2 separate regions of the Gasterosteus aculeatus genome follow, and region 1 is linked to region 2. Evidence: chromatin contacts called from public Hi-C data. All regions are on one chromosome and are shown on one strand. Each heading gives the region's core, a stretch centred on a gene start, on an enhancer-like site or on the middle of the called end of the contact. The rest is flanking DNA. Distances are from core to core; before and after follow the strand shown. Region 1 overlaps LOC120831244 (multiple C2 and transmembrane domain-containing protein 1). Region 2 holds the start of nr2f1a (nuclear receptor subfamily 2, group F, member 1a).

Evidence for each region. Hi-C and Micro-C count contacts between places; a contact is called where the count stands out from the background.
Region 1: a Hi-C map of skeletal muscle shows a contact between it and region 2, with 2.7 times the contacts expected there. The contact joins the enhancer-like site here to the promoter of nr2f1a in region 2. A contact is called at or near these places in 3 of 6 Hi-C or Micro-C datasets (skeletal muscle, tail fin and whole body).

Annotation. Positions count from the first base shown.
Region 1 is chr13:13,074,892-13,078,001 of fGasAcu3.hap1.1, reverse strand. The region is part of intron 14 of LOC120831244 (multiple C2 and transmembrane domain-containing protein 1); the gene reads left to right. Among protein-coding and RNA genes, the nearest start is that of LOC120831247, 54 kb to the left of the region's middle. Within about 2 kb of position 1,306, at least 1 of the 9 cell types and tissues checked has open chromatin away from gene starts, as enhancers often do.
Region 2 is chr13:12,742,188-12,745,272 of fGasAcu3.hap1.1, reverse strand. It overlaps nr2f1a (nuclear receptor subfamily 2, group F, member 1a), which reads right to left and starts at 1,610. Exons shown (of 3, transcript XM_040195739.2): 1 at 1-1,610. The coding sequence starts at 162. LOC120830818 (a long non-coding RNA gene) reads left to right here and starts at 2,818. Exons shown (of 4, transcript XR_013452118.1): 1 at 2,818-2,921; 2 at 3,003-3,085.

The DNA.
Region 1 (3,110 bases), core at 57-2,556, 330 kb before region 2:
TCCAGAACTTAACAGGACTTCTAGTCGCTATCTGGCAACACTTAGTGCCAGCATGGAAGTTGATGTAAGGAAGATAAAGGGGAACTCTGAAATCCAAACTTCAGTTTCACTCCACTGAGACAGAGCAGGGGGAAAGTTAGCCCGGTGTGTGGTTAATGTAAGCCAAAGTACTGAGTATTACCCTCCCACGGTGCCGCGGCTCGGAGCCGTAAGGACACGGGCTGTGTTTTGAAACAAATAGTGCAAGATGCAACTCTCAACCCGCCGCAACGCGTGCTTGAATAAATCATTTTGACTTTTCTGTTTTGTTAACATTTTCAAATATCTTCATGTGTTTGGGGGGATTTCTTAATATTACGAGAAAGCAGCAAAGATATTAACCTCGCTAAAATTCAACTTCAGAGACATGTCAGAATAAATGAGTGTGCTGCTTCTGTGTGTTGGTATTTTAGCCAGAAATTGTACTAGTTGTACTGCCACGGTTTTACTTTTTAATTGTCTATTTTAATTATACGTCTCATTTTAATTTCAAATTCCCAGTTCAAATGCAGCCTTTAAGTATATTTGAAATGGTTTGCAGTTTTGTCAGTGGAAAATATTGTTTTACTCTGTTTAATGACAGTTAAATAGTGATGTTGTTAGAAATTGAAGTATGTTTCACCAAAGTCCGTGCAAATCACTTAAAGAAGAAACGATGATAGAAAATAAAATAGTTTAAAGGGAAAATCGCTGCTACTGGTTTTGTTGTCAAAATCATTATTCACTACTATATCAACTAATATCATTACAATAGTAGTAAGAGAATAGAGAAATATGGAAAAGTATTTTGTTTCGCAAACTAATAGAATTTACACTTATTTACATGCTCTCAAAAATAAGTTGGAGTTTGCATGATTCAAATAATAGAGAAGTACATATACAGAGAAAGATAACGAACTCTTCGTATGCATGTTTTACATTAACACACCGGTTAGAATCCAGCAGCCTGAAGTAAGAGGCGGGCATGCCTCATGTTCAGATACCGTGATCCATCACAGACCACCTCTCAATGCGTCTCTGACCACACAGAGTCGTCCATTGATGTATTCCACGGGGACAGATTGTTCACGTAGACTACATCTGGGGCTTCATTTAGCTTTTTTTTTTTTTTACTTCTATTCACAACGTTTTTTATTCTTGCGTCCCCCCCTCCGCCTCTCTGGTCGCTGACATCCACAGCAGGCGGCTTCCCACTCCCTCTTCCCCAGGCGGAGAACCCGCTATCTTGTGTAGCAAGCAATGGGGGGGTGGCAGGGATCGCCTGGTCCTGGTGGAAAGGTCCAGGCACTGCAGGGCCCCTATTACCCAGCCGGGGGGCACGGAGATGGGGCAGAGCTGGCCACTGCTGAGCCTGGGTGTCCGGTTCCTCTCGCTGCCTGTCAAAACTTCGCCCTCAGCTACTATAACAAAATGGAGAAGGAATGAAGGGGGGACGGCAGGTTAAACAACCTCGGGCAAATGGAGAGGGAGAGAAAAAAAAAAGCAATGTTTTTTTAAACATAAAAGAGGGTATTAAGGTTTCACATAAACATCAGGATAGAGAGGAGAAATTCATTTGTTGTGTGATAATGATACAGTGAGCGATCACAGGACCAGGCACTAAAATGATTTACCGTACAATAGATGTAAAGCGTATTTATAGCCGGAGCGCACAGTGTGCATCTGCATGAAGATTTTTGTTAGTGTGCAGGTATTAATAGCTTCCACCAGAATAGGTTTAAGTCAAGTGAGCTCCTTGTTTTGTTTGACTGAAGACGCGTCTGCACGTCGTTTGGTTACGGATTATTCCAGTGCTAATCAGTGTTACAGATTTGCAAATTATACTAATTTGTAGAAAGATTTGTGGGATCATTTTAGAATGGTTTAATTTTGTAGTGTGTAAGCATGTGTTTGTCTGTATGCAAGTTTCTGTTGTTGAGCCTACACAGTCCTAACAGCTTCTTCTTTTATTTGAAGGGAAATTGTTGTTTGGCTTATTAGTATACAAATATGAATTATTGAATAGTTTCTTGCCAATTCTCCTACACAGTTGTATCAGAGAGACTCTTTGTATTTCAGAAAGTGAAGTTGAGCCTGAGAGAGACGGAGAAAGAGTTCAATCCTTTGGGAGATTTTGTTGTTGCACCAAGGCCATTCAGGTTTATTTGAAAAATACATTTAGCTGTGAGCAATATGCAAATGCACTGGACATTTTGAATGTTCAATTGCTGTCTGCTCTTGCTTCGTTTACACTGTCAGTTCATTTTACACAAAGTTTCAGTTCTATTCCAAAGACTGGAATCAAGCCTTTAAAACTTTACATGAAATGTGGAAAAAATAAAAAATGTTTAACAGTGCAATTGTGAAGGCTTGTTTTCATTGCTGTTCAGATGTGTGTGTGTGTGTGTGTGTGTGTGTTTGTGTGTGTGTGTGTGTGTGTGTGTGTGAGTGAGAGAAAGACGATCGGATCACAGAGCAAATGCAAATGTGTGTGTCTGCAGTTTAGCGTCCTACAAACTACTCCGGCAGCGGCTGAACTGCATACACACTTGAGGGGCTGGTGAACCTTATATTCACAATAACCTTGCACTGTAAACCTGACAAAGAGCACTTGTTTTTTATTCTCCCCCTCCCAAGATCTCTTTTGTTCATTGTTCATATTTTTAGTAATGGATTTCAGGTACTTGAATCTGATAAATATGTTACAGTTTTGGAAATGGATTTAATTTCTCAGCATTAGTTGTATTTGCTGCTTTTAGCAATCATGAAAAATCTTTGTATACTAATATAAAAATACATGTTTTTTTTGGTTGCATTTCTCTCTAATAGATTTTATTCCCACAAATAAATGAGTTCTTCCAGCTTAACTCTTTGGAAAACTGTTTACACAATACTAATTAACACAATTCCATTTCTGTCACCAGCAATCTCACTTCTCGTCTGTTGTCGAAGGTTAAGGAGCTCTGTCCAAACCAAAAAAAACAAGGCGTTAGGAAAGGTTAATTTTCAGATGGTGATGAGAGGGGAGGTATAGAGGTTATGGGTTTGGCAGATGGGTGCAGAGAAGGTGAGAGATGGGGCATCTGAGTCTT
Region 2 (3,085 bases), core at 361-2,860:
GGACGGGGGTCCCGGCTGGCTCGGGGTCTGCGGAGTGTGCGGAGCCGCCGACGCCGTCTGCTGCTGCTCCCTCGCCGGCTGCGCCGCGGGGTTCGGACCGCTCGGAGGTCCTCCGGCCACGTCTTCCTGCGGATCTCTCCAGACGCTAACTACCATTGCCATATCTCGGCCCCGGAAAGTGCTATAAAGCGAAATGATCGCCGGTGTTTACGAAGCGTTGAAGGGGGAGAAAAAAAAGAAGAGACGGGATCTCAAAAGGACGGGGCAGTGCAAAGTCAAATCGAAGCACGCAATCTCATACGGGGTAAGAATGAGAGTAGAACGCGATCGATGCAATCAAAATACAGGGGGATTGAAAAGGCACCCGATCAGGATTTGCAAGTATCGGGAGGCCAGTTCCAAGGTAAATCGCAGTCAGCCATTCAGGAATCCCTAATCTTGTGAAAAGCAGAGTCCGGTCGTAGCAAATTGCAGTTTGATACAAAATAGCCACAAAGAGACGGCAGGAGCGATTCACATGGACGCAGGAACGAGGGAGGAAAAAAAAACCTTTTGCTGGAAAGGCACGCGATCCAAAGTGCTGCGGAGATAAATTCCTTTCTCCTTTCTTCCCCTTGCTCCTTTACACTCCCGTCTTCGTCGTTTAAGGAGTGGAGGGAAAAAAACTGAAGAGCCGGATTTTCACATCTATATTCTTAAATAAGCCTCATCATCGCGCCCAGCAGCAAAAGCAAACCGCGTCGCCGAATGAAGTGCCCATGTATAGTTTCACCTCTCTCCAGCAGGAGGAATGGAGATACGACGAGAAAAGATGAAAAAAAAGAAGACCAACAGCAACAACTAATAGAATATGCAAGAAGAAGGAGAGACCCAAAAAATGAATGCGCTTAAACGGGAGGACCAGCAGAGCAATGTTTCCGAAACGAGGGATCTGCGCGAATGTCTGTATATAGTGAACTTTGACACTACTATTGAAACTGACACGTTTCTATGGAGATCGCTGCGCCTTATATGGTGCTCGTGTCAAGGAGCCAAGAGAGGGGCTGCTGGAGACTGATAATCAAAGGCGACTGACTGGCCAGAGCCCTGCATAGAGGAGGAGGATAGGAGGAGAGGGGGGAGATAGGGAGAGAGAGAAAATGGGAGGCTAAGGTTATAGCCAAGCCCTCTCTTTCTTTCTATTGGTTAGAGTCCCCCTCTGTTCATTCACTGCAAAAAATGTCCATCTCGACAAGTCATCCGGTCCCGTGTTCAAATCTTTAAATGTTATATTTCTTATTAAACACAGTACAAAATAGCCAAGTGCCGATTACGCGCATCCGCTTGTTTCCAACCGCTATCGCGTTTCATTTTACAGGTGCCAATACAATGAAATAAAGCCAAGTACACAAGGATATCCCCTTTGTAAATGAACAATCGATGTAATAACATTTACATTGACGGCTTGATTAGCATTGCATGGCACAAGTGGGAGCATCTCACGTTGATGGAAGATCCAGTCTCCTCTTTTGGTAAATTCAAGATTTTCCGACTCAATACTGAACAGACTAATGTCTGGGCATGGATATTTTTTGCAGTGTTGCAATCTACGGCTGGAGGGGCTGGGGGGCTTTGACAGGCACAATTTACATTGAGCTCGCCCCGCGCTGCTATTTACTTTGAAACCTGATTAGTATGGGCCGTCTATTGTCACCAAAAAGAGGAAGAAACCCTGAATAGAATAGCAGAAAAAGCGGGCTAAAGGCAAAAGGGGACAAAGCTTTTTTACGCACGACAAATAGTCCAAAAACTAGGCGCAACGGCGAAAAGGGGACTATGGCTCAGAAATTCCCCCGAAGTTTCAAAATGGTCTGTCTTAGACTCGTATCTTTATTATAAAATGAACGGGTGCCGGTATTATTTCGAAGCGAATTGAAATGCCCACACATTGTTGCCTCGTTGGCATGCGCATTGCGGTACACCCTCGTCTATAACCGGCACAGTCTCGCCGATTAAAACTTACAATGTATTTAAAACTAGATATGAAGGTTAACAAAATGCCAACAGGGAAAATAATGCAGAAAAGACAATGTGTTATACAAACGGGACGTCGTGCGAGCGGTCGAAAATCTCTAAAATTAGACCGAGTAATAAGCAATATTCCATAATTACTGAGGTCCTATAGTCTTCACAATCACTGAGCTGGTGTCATATTATGTCTTAATAATGACAGTAATTCAAAATCATGCAAAGTTGCATGGAATTTACATGGGGATTCCGGCTTTTTGTGTGACGGTTTCTGCAGGCTTACCACCTCGAACTAAAAAATGTCTGGATCGCGCTGCCATCTAGCGTACATTGTACAATTACAACCATATATATTAATGCATGCACGAGTCATCAAACATGAATTTTTAAAACATAAAAGTTGATTTTAGAAATGAAATAAGAAACGTTTTGCGTACCATTTCCCCTTCTATTATTTTACTTTCTCAAAACAGCATCCCTTTGATGTTCAGGTCGAATGACATAGAAAAAACCTGTTATGGACAACAATGAATAAAGTAGTTTTTTTTTAATTGAAATATTGTTAGTCCCCAAAATGTACCATTTATTTGACTGGATGTGATTTAGATGGAACACACAGTTAAATAGATGTGCGTTAGTCGTTATCAAAAACAGTGTATTAACACTATACTGTAAAAGACTAATCGTTACCTAATACAAACCGTATGTCGTACAAATAAACCAAGTTGTTGTAAACAAGCTTCAACCAAGCTAAGAAATTAGCAGGTATAAGAGAGCCTAAATATGCAAGTGCCCCCTTTCAAAGCGCATAGGAGGGATGGGTTGTTTTTTAAGTATTCAAGAGCTCTCTCTCCCGTCCCTGTCTCGGACACTCCGCTAAAACTCCCCGGCCACATCTCCAGCTCCTCGAAAAGGTGAAACCAATAACATTAAATCGGACAAAGATTTTTTTTCCCCCCCTCCAGTGAGTGTATCATTAAGATTTAACTCGGCAGATTGGAAACGGGGCTCCGCTCGATGCGAGTAGAACGCGAGGCGCAGCGAATGGGAGCGGGCTATAGGGGCACCAGTGCAAAGC